Linked DNA regions of Mus musculus: all the other regions are linked to region 3. A link is a contact called in public Micro-C and promoter capture Hi-C data. All regions are on one chromosome and are shown on one strand. The core of a region is the stretch at or near the end of the contact, and the rest is flanking DNA. Distances in the headings are between cores, read along the strand shown.

Region 1 (2,893 bases), core at 386-2,885, 99 kb before region 3:
GACCTACACAACAAGCAATTTCCCCTCTGCATCGTCTCGCTGGCCATATCCTAGTTCTTCTTATGTTTTGCTAGTCTTTGAGATAACGTCTGTTTATGTAGCTTATTCTGGCCTTAACTCTCTATATTATCTAGGCTGTGATCCTCTTGCCCCAACCTGTACTGTTGGATTGGGATTTATAAGACCAGATCATATCTCTGAAATTGAAACCAAAGCCCCATTTCAGTATGCAGAAGGCAGCACATAGGATTAGCCATTCACCTCAGATAGAGCAAACATGGCTAGCCAGAGGCACCCCCTATAATAGGTGTAATTCACAGAGAAAGAGATGAAGTGCTGAAAACTACCTAGGGAGCAAACATTTGTCCAGTACAGAAATATCAGTAGACACAACTCCATGTCTAAAATATGATGAACTAGGTTCACCCAAGGTTAAAGAATGGCAAGTCAAGACTAAAGAATTGAACACAAAGAGACTGGAGAGATGTTTCAGTGGTTAAGAACACCAACTGCTCTTCTAGAAGACCATGAATTGATTCCCAGCACCCACATAGCAGGTCACAATCACCTGTAACTCCAGTTCAGGGGATCTGTTGTCCTATGCTGGCAAAACATACACATTAAATAAAATTTTAGAAATTAATAGAACATGGTTGTAAATACTCGTAATCCCTACTTTGGGAAGGCTATGAGTTTGGGGCCAGCCTGGGCTATAGCATCATACACACACACACACACACACACACACACACACACACACAGAGAGAGAGAGAGAGAGTTTGAGGAGCTAGTTTATTAACTTTTCAGTCAATCTAGAGATTAAATCCAATTTTGGTGCAAATTAGCTATTTTAATCATTAAAGAAGCTAAAGTCTTCATACTTCAGTTTCTTGAGAATACCACGGTAAAATAATAATTAGCTAGAGCCATTGGTTAGTTATAGATACTCAATGATATCATATAGCTAGCTCCATGACTTGTAACTAATATTTAATAGGGCAGCTGTCACTGTTAATTTCATTACACTCCATCAGTCTTATGGTGTGAAACTGTGTAGCATAATAAAAAGTAGTGGGATTGGATAAAATGCATATGCTTATATATGTTTATGAAATGTATAGCTACCATGACATTTATTTGTGTATATATTAGGAAAGATTATATGAGGAAAATATAGCATACCCATAGACTATATAACATAAAAAGATAAGGCAATAAATACATTCCAATATAGAAGATAATAAAATATAACTATCCTATAAACGGGTCCCTTGGTGTGTGCACTGCCTGTTGCGTGACTATGCATACCTGTAGGGTTGTACAAAGAAACACTAAACTCTCACCTCCTGAAATGTAAGCCTTGTTGTCAAAGTGGATTGAGAAAAATATGTGGTGAAAAAACAGTCCTTTTATTTAAAATAGAAACTTTGAAGGGAGCGGAGTTAACATATGACAAATGAAGATCCTGTTCCCCTGGAGGAGGAGAAAAAGCCCTTCCTTTCTGGAATGAGACCCGGGCACACTGATAGCAAAACTGACGTTTCGTCTATTCCTCTTCTGTGAAATCCTCCAGCCAAGCTGTGCGCTAACTGAGTAGGCGAATTCACTTCGTCACTTCACAAAAGACTTCCAAATTCACTGCGGCAGACACTGGAAAATAAAATTGTTAAGTACATCCTAGCTGAGAGGGAGAGACGGAAGGCTCCGTGTTCAATCAAAGGTTTGCAATAATAGGAGTCATTTAAGAAAGAAAGAAAGAAAGAAAAAAAAAAAGACAGATGGGATTAGGAAATGTTGCTGCGGTGAGACTGTCATGAGAGGCACAGGCAGCCTGCCTTTTGTGGACCTGCACAATGATCACAGAGCCAGACTGGCTTAGGAGACCCTGGGACTAGGGCTCCAGAGAGAGGCCACGGGCTCCCGGACACCCTGCAGGGCAGGGGGCTGAGACCATGCATCAGATCTACAGCTGCAGTGATGAGAATATTGAAGTTTTCACCACGGTGATTCCTTCCAAGGGTGAGTAATAATCCTAACAACCGCTCTTGGCGTCCCCTATTGTGGCATCTTATGCGGGAGGTGACCCGGTGCTGTCGGACTAAGGTACACTAGTACTTGGTACCCTCGGGTCCCGAGGTCTGCTGGCTTCTTCGTGTCGATGTCATTTGATGTCCCCCTTTTCTGAAGAGGGGCACAAGGATAAACATCAATCATAGGGAAACAATCTATTCAGGCGGGGACGAGGACAGCATAGCCTTCCTGCTTCACTTAATTCGAAACGGACAACCCAGCAGGCTCAAAGGCTGGGACAATAAGTGATTGTTAAAGAGACAACGATGGAAACAAAATTTCCAGGGCAGCCTAATAAGCTTTCTTATTGTCTCCGGTAAAGGAAAAAAAAAGGGCAGGTTCTGAAGAGAGAATCAGCCGTTCCAAAGCCAACTCCATCTGACTTGGGAGGGAAAAGACTCCAGAAAGGCAATCAAACACCCAGAAAGGCAATGAAGCTGACCCCAGGCTGACTTATCCATAGGACCACAAAGGGAACTACCAAAAGGGAATCTTGACGTTATAACCTCTGGGTCCTGGCCATTGGTGCGGATCCCTGGGAAGGGCTTGTGAGTCCAAATTTGAGGAAGGGCCGATGATCCAGTCAGCTTTACCTTGCCATTGTTCTGACCCTGTAGCCCCTTGTCCTGCTGTGGCACAGGCTTACGCCTGGCTTGACTGTGATATTTGGCTAAAATGGTTTGAATGTTTGCTAGTGCTGGGAGCACACATTCAAACTATTCTTTTCTTCCTCTGTCCAATACTGAGGGGGGTTACCAGGGGTGGAGACTCAGCCTGGGCACAGGCAAACAGCTAAACATAAATTGAGCTCTCAACATCTACT
Region 2 (3,027 bases), core at 332-2,831, 69 kb after region 3:
AGATTTTTTTCTTCTGGGTTGAGGATCAAACCTGGGGCCTTATGTATATGAAGCAAGCCCTTGACCACTGAGTTATACCCCTAGTCCTAAAGGAAAAGTATTTTCTAAAATTAATTTTCTCTTTCTAAAATTTTTAAGATGTCTTCTTCTTGATGATTATCTAAGGGATTTCATAGTCATCCCATTAATGCTGTCATTGCCCAAATTTCTTTTAATGCCCTTAATTTGGAATTGTCTTCAAAAGTCTAAAATTAAGATTATAATATCAGAACTGAAGAAATCTGAGAACAAATAAAGCCCCATATGCTACCAACTTCAGGGTTCTACCATATACTATAATTTGTTTACTCAATTTCAAGTGGTTATTTGCCGAGGACCAGCCTCACTCGCCCCCCCACCCCCATCCCCAGTCCACAGAAGAAATCAGGGTTCCCAACAGGTGGACAGGAGTCGTCGAGAAGTGACAAACAAATACTGACACAAGGGAGTGTGCTGTATCTAGATGTCACTGAATAGGCAACATTCTTACTGAATTCCAAGCCTAGGGTCGGCTCAAGGACTACCTAGGGCATTGGTGAAGGCCAGGAAGCAAAGTTCAATTTTCTTTAGGTATTTGGCAAGTCATTGCTTGGAGGCACCTATAATAAAACAATACTGAAAGGAAGCACACAGATCCATTCGCAACGGTTCCAGGAGACTAAGTTTCAGTGAACTTTTCGCCTCAGGACTGTGTCCAGGCTTTTGGCCTGTCATGCGGGTCACTACCTGAGTGAATGTAGCAGTTATTATTTGAATTATCCTCCAAATGTCTCTTTCATTAAGCTAATGCATATTTTATTTTAGTTCCCAGAACTAAGGTGGCAGAGCCAGGATTGCTGCAAGTTCAAGGCCAACCTGGTCTACATAGTGGGTTCTGGGATAACCAGGGATACATAGTGAAAACCTGTCCAAAATAACAAGTAGGGCAAGGAAAAATACATATTTAAAATATGATTTAATCCTTTCAGCATGACACCCACAAAAGATGTGATTCCATAAATAGCATTTGTGTACTGACCATGGTTTGAATGAGAACGCGCCCATAGGCTCATATATTTGATTCCCAGTTGGTGGATTGCCTAGGGAGGATTAGGGGGTGTGGCTTGGTTGGAGGAAGTATGTCACTGGGAGAGGGCTTTGAGGTTTCAAATGCCCAGGCTAGGCCCAATCTCAGTTTCCCTCTGCCTGCTGCCTTGGATTAGGACGTAAGCTCTTTTGAGGGGCAGTGGCTGAGCACTGGCAGCCTGGTCTCCAGTCAAGCATAGGTCTTGAACCCCAGAGCCCCGATGGCCAGAGATTTCCACCTGCATGGGACGGCAAGAGTTCAGCCATGTCTCCTGAGCACCTGGCTCCTGTCACGTAGTTACCATCCTCACAGCCCCCACCTCCCCACCCCTACCAAGTGGGAACTACCCCCCACCAAGTGAGAACTACCCTCTCTCCCTGCCCTTTCCTCCCTTTGGCCCTGGGACTGACCGAGCTGACTGAGCCGCACCCCCTGGGGGTGGGAGGCATTCTGTTCTCAGCTATTCCGTAGTATCCAGCATGGAATGCCCAAGGCTGAGAACCTGGAGCCTAGGGCTGCCCTTTGTCCACGCCCCCACTCCCCACCCCCCACCCCAGGCCGAGCTGGAATTCTGTGGCTTCCCACAGGCAGACACCCACCCTGGGCTGCGGAAAGCGTGCAGCAGTCTGCCCGCCCAGAGCACTGGAACTCTGGTTGGACACCAGTTCTCTTCCACTCCCCTTTATCTCCCCGCCACCCCCCCCCGCCCCCGTGGCCACTGGCCCCCTCCCCACCCCCCGCGCGCACTCTTCCCAGTTCCTCCACTCCTGCTACTTTGATACACTCCACGATGGTCATGGACTTTCCCTCTAAAACAGTAAGCAAGCACCCAATTAAATGCCTTTTTTAAATGTATAAACTGCCTTGGTCATGGTGTCCCTTCCCAGCATAAAGCATTAACCAAGACAATTCTCTACTTTGTCTCCCAACCCCTTGGTTATTTGCTTTTGTTTCTTTTTTTTTTTTTAAATAAATTCTTTATATATTATAAATAATAATCCTTTGTTACAATTGAAGATATTCTTTTTGTAAGTCATTGTTTGAGACAGGGTAGCCTATGCTGGCCTTGAACTTGCTGTGTAGTGTTGGTATATCAATTTACTATTTTTTTTTTATTATTTTTTTTTTTTTTTGGTTTTTCGAGACAGGGTTTCTCTGTATAGCCCTGGCTGTCCTTTTATTGGATTCTTATACCTCTGCCTCCCTTCCAACCTTTTTCCCACCCTGATCCCTTCCGCCTCCACAGTAGTTAGGAGGAAATGAAGGTTAGAGAGAAAGGGGAATGCACACTACTCTAGGCCACTTCCTGTTGAATAGGGACGTTGAGCAATCCCAATACTTGTCAGAATATTCAACAGTGCAGCAAACCAGTAACTGAAGCAAACACAGCAGCAAGGAGAGCAGCAACCCCCACAGGCCCTCTCGGGGTCTCTCATTTGTATCTTCTCTGGAATCCCCAGAATTGAACTATCTGCAGCTGGCAAAAATCACAGCCCTGTTAGTACACAAGGCAAATCGTAATCGCCTGCTATATGCAGCCTCTTACCCCACACCTGGGATTAACCAAAAACATATTCATGTAACTGGGTTTTTTAAGAAACCAAAGTTTTCACTACAGTGTAGCCAAGAATCCTAATATTTTTGCTCTGTCTCCCAAGTTTTGGGAACACAGGTGTGTGTCACCATACTTGGATTACTTTTAAAACTGTTATTATTTACAGTGTGTGTGTGTGTGTGTGTGCGCGCGCGCGCGCGCGCGCACATGCGCGTGCATGTTTACCTGTGCCCATGAACACCAGAAGAAAGTATGGGATCCCCTGGAGCTTGGGTTCCCAGAGCCTTGTGCTGATAACGGCACTGGGAAAGCACTTGGGTCCTCTGGTAGGACAAGTACTTTTAAGCACCGACTTCTCCAGCCCCTA
Region 3 (2,985 bases), core at 173-2,672:
AACCCCTACAACTACCTCATCCAAAATGATAAAAGACCAAGGTAGTGTGCCTGTGGGTGTATGCGTATATGCACACTTGTTCCACTTCAATGTTCAATCTATTCTGCAGCCACTTTATATAAAGTAATTATGTCATAATTAAATTTATGTTGATATCTGCAGAACCAACCTACATATAGAAGAATATATGAATAAAGCCAAGTATTTTATGCGTAGTTATTTTAAATCAAACTCTGCAATGAATGACTCTCAGTACTAAATTTCAGCTCAGGGAATATGACTCTTAGATTTTGAAGCTGTGTATCTAGATAAATGGAAATTCTGAGAAATACTTTTCAGGTTTCCTTAATACTGAAAATCGAGACACTAGATTTTTTTGTCATCTGATTATGCCACACAATTTAGGAGTAGCTATTACAATAGCATAAAATAAAAGTTAGGTGCATAAAGACATCCTAGCACATCTTTCTACAACAACAACATTGTGTCCTACTTGTTACAATGCCGATACAATCAGAATCAAACATGAATACTTGAGATACAAAGTAACTAAGACACATTGGTTTAGGATCAAGTTTACTCGATAGTAACAACGTAACAATGTCCTCAGAAGATACTAAGAAAAAGAAAAGCTCAGAAGAGCAGTGCGCACAAGGGAGATTTAGCGAATTCCCTTCTCAAGATTTCCCAGAACCGTGCCCGCCCAGGTTTGTCAAGGAGATCTGTTTTGATTTGGCACGATTAAGTCAGAGGAGAGAACCCCATTTCAAGTCATCCAGGCAAACACAACCGCTTCCCCTGGCGTGGCGTATCCCCTGACAGTGGGCAAACTTACCTGGCAAGAAACCTCCCTGAAAGTGGCTGTGAGAAGTTAGAAGTCTGGGCGTGAGCTGTGGGAGAATCCGTCAATGCAGCAACCTGAGCATTTGTTAGAGAGAGTCCTACACACAGTCGTCTAATAATGATGGAGTCTAATAATGATAGATGCTCTCAGGCCAGCGCGGCCGAAGCGGGTGTGGGACACCCACCGAACAGGAAAACCTATGCCCCCCAGGCTCGAGAGGGCCTAAGTGGGGACCAGCAGGAAAGGACAGAGAGCAAGAGTCGAGACAGGGCCGCTAGGCCGGGTCCGAGGGGATGGCACCCACCTGCGCGACCTCTTCGCCATCCTTCAAGTACCGCATAGGCGCGGGCTGGGCGGGGACGCGGGGTCAGCCTCCTCCAGCCTGGGGCCAATGCTCCCTCTCCGAGACCCACCCGCCGCTTCCCCAACTCCTTCCCTCAGGTGACCGAGAGCGGAAAGCAGGCCCGGTCAGGTCAGGGCCAGGCGGGACTGAGGGACAGAGGGGCGGACCAAGACCCACTGCTCCTAGCCGCGGCCGGGCCCGGCCAGGGATGCCCTGGACATGTCAGGAGGCGTGCTCCCGCCCGCCGCCGCCCCGCCCGCCGCCGCCGCCTCCGCCTCAGAGCTGCCGGCCCTGCGCCGCTCCGTCACGGGCGCCGACCCCCGCCCTCTCCCCGCAGCGAGCAGCACTGCAGCACTCGCAGCCTCCTGCAGGGTTTTGTCCGCACCGCCGAATCTCGCGCCCAGCCTCCCTCAAGAGCCGCCGTTTGAATCTGCGCACGCGGCCCCGAACCTCATTGGCTGGGGCGGCCGCGCGCAGGGGGGCGGGGGCGGGGCGGCGAGGGCGCGCGCGGCAGAGGGCGGGGCCGGCGGGGCTAGAAGCCAGGATTGGAACTCGCGGGAGTCCCGGAGCGCCGTGGAGCCGGGGGAGGGGCGGGGCGGGATGGGGGAGGCGCGAGGCCGGTTCACGGGCCGAGGTGACAGGACACGGAACGCGGGGTGAGCCACCCAGTGGGGCGCGGAGATTGCTGGGAAGGCGAGTTTCTGCGCCCCGGGTGTGTGCCGGAAGAGGCGCCGGGGCCGATCCAGCCGCCGCCACCTCCGGAGGGGTGCGGAGCGTGCCTCTGGGGCGGGGACAGTCGGGGTCCTGGGCAGGGGAGGACCTCGCGGGCGCTAGTTCGCGCTGTGAGTCTCGCCACTTAAGGGCGCGGTCATCTACTTAACCTTCTAGCCAGGAAACTTGCGCGGCCGTTATTTTCTTAAGCATGTGTGAGTTAGTTCTGCGCCGAAAGGACAAGGAAACTGGCCAAGACCCTGTTGTTGTGTCTTTTGTTTTCCCCAGAGATGAATAAAAGTGTGATAAGTGGGGAGTTGTTATCTCGAGGCTTGCGTGGAACGGGAAAAGGTTGATAGTGCTCCAGAAGCTCAACCTCGTACTCCGTCTACAAAGGGGGCGGGATGCTCTTCGCGGGGAACCCAGAGTCCCGGAGGTGCGCCTGAAAGCTGGAGTAACTGAAATCTTGCATAGGGGAAGGGGCCTCTTACAGTTGCAACTTCTCAACAGTTACACGGTTAAAGAAGCATACAAGGAGATTATTAACTACAGTAGCGATTAGACACGGCGAAGAGCCCAAATTTGCAAGACACCATGCTCTACTGCATAGAGTGATGAACCACAGATCAATGTTGTTACAAACTGACATTTTTTGCTATTTTGAAACTGTACGCATCGTCTTTTGCAAATCAGAGATACAGGTGCAAATACAAATCAAGATGAGCTTGCAATTCAAAACAACCAGGTAGATACACACTCGCTTTTAAAAAAAAAATAACTTCCTTTTTCTCAAGATATATTTTGGGAAGGAAAAGCACTTTTAAATTATTTTCTGAGTTCCATAGTAGCTTCTAAAGAGAGAGACTAATTTAGAAATTAATATTTTTGAGACAAGGTGTTGTTATGTACCCCAGGCTGATCTTGAACTCAGTATAGAGCCCAGACTTTCTTCATGATCTACCTTAGCTTCACCAGGGCTACATGATGGAATGCTCCTCCTAGTCTTCAAATGTCATTTGGAAGCATATTTACTCTTGGGTATGCATTGTTCCATTTTTATTCTAACAGGAAGCAAAACTGATATTCT

What was found. A called contact is a pair of places that touch in the nucleus more often than the background predicts. Capture Hi-C pulls out chosen DNA fragments and counts their contacts.
Region 1: a contact with region 3 is called in a promoter capture Hi-C map of liver. The contact joins the promoter of Vxn here to the promoter of Mybl1 in region 3. A contact is called at or near these places in 8 of 39 promoter capture datasets (the C10 cell line, the HPC-7 cell line, liver and 3 more), 2 of 15 datasets of contacts at CTCF or cohesin (the NIH/3T3 cell line and large pre-B cells), 19 of 484 Hi-C or Micro-C datasets (the AML12 cell line, B cells, the C3H10T1/2 cell line and 14 more), 16 of 115 datasets of contacts at active chromatin or transcription factors (the 230-238 cell line, the NIH/3T3 cell line, bone marrow-derived macrophages and 9 more) and 4 of 9 other capture datasets (adipose tissue, embryonic stem cells, liver and 1 more).
Region 2: a Micro-C map of embryonic stem cells shows a contact between it and region 3, with 2.8 times the contacts expected there. The contact joins the enhancer-like site here to the promoter of Mybl1 in region 3. A contact is called at or near these places in 5 of 484 Hi-C or Micro-C datasets (CD8 T cells, the N1E-115 cell line, double positive thymocytes and 2 more), 1 of 115 datasets of contacts at active chromatin or transcription factors (trophoblast stem cells) and 1 of 9 other capture datasets (adipose tissue).

Annotation. Positions count from the first base shown.
Region 1 is chr1:9,599,632-9,602,524 of GRCm38.p6, forward strand. It overlaps Vxn (vexin), which reads left to right and starts at 1,636. Exons shown (of 6, transcript NM_178399.4): 1 at 1,636-2,019. The coding sequence starts at 1,953. The region is part of intron 3 of 2610203C22Rik (RIKEN cDNA 2610203C22 gene); the gene reads right to left.
Region 2 is chr1:9,767,345-9,770,371 of GRCm38.p6, forward strand. The region is part of intron 2 of 1700034P13Rik (RIKEN cDNA 1700034P13 gene); the gene reads left to right. Among named protein-coding and RNA genes, the nearest start is that of Gm39590, 7.4 kb to the right of the region's middle. Within about 2 kb of position 1,582, at least 40 of the 459 cell types and tissues checked have an H3K27ac peak or open chromatin away from gene starts, as enhancers often do. A contact at or near this core is called in embryonic stem cells and trophoblast stem cells, where this site is marked.
Region 3 is chr1:9,698,787-9,701,771 of GRCm38.p6, forward strand. Mybl1 (myeloblastosis oncogene-like 1) reads right to left here and starts at 1,423. Exons shown (of 15, transcript NM_001290397.1): 1 at 1,149-1,423. The coding sequence starts at 1,168.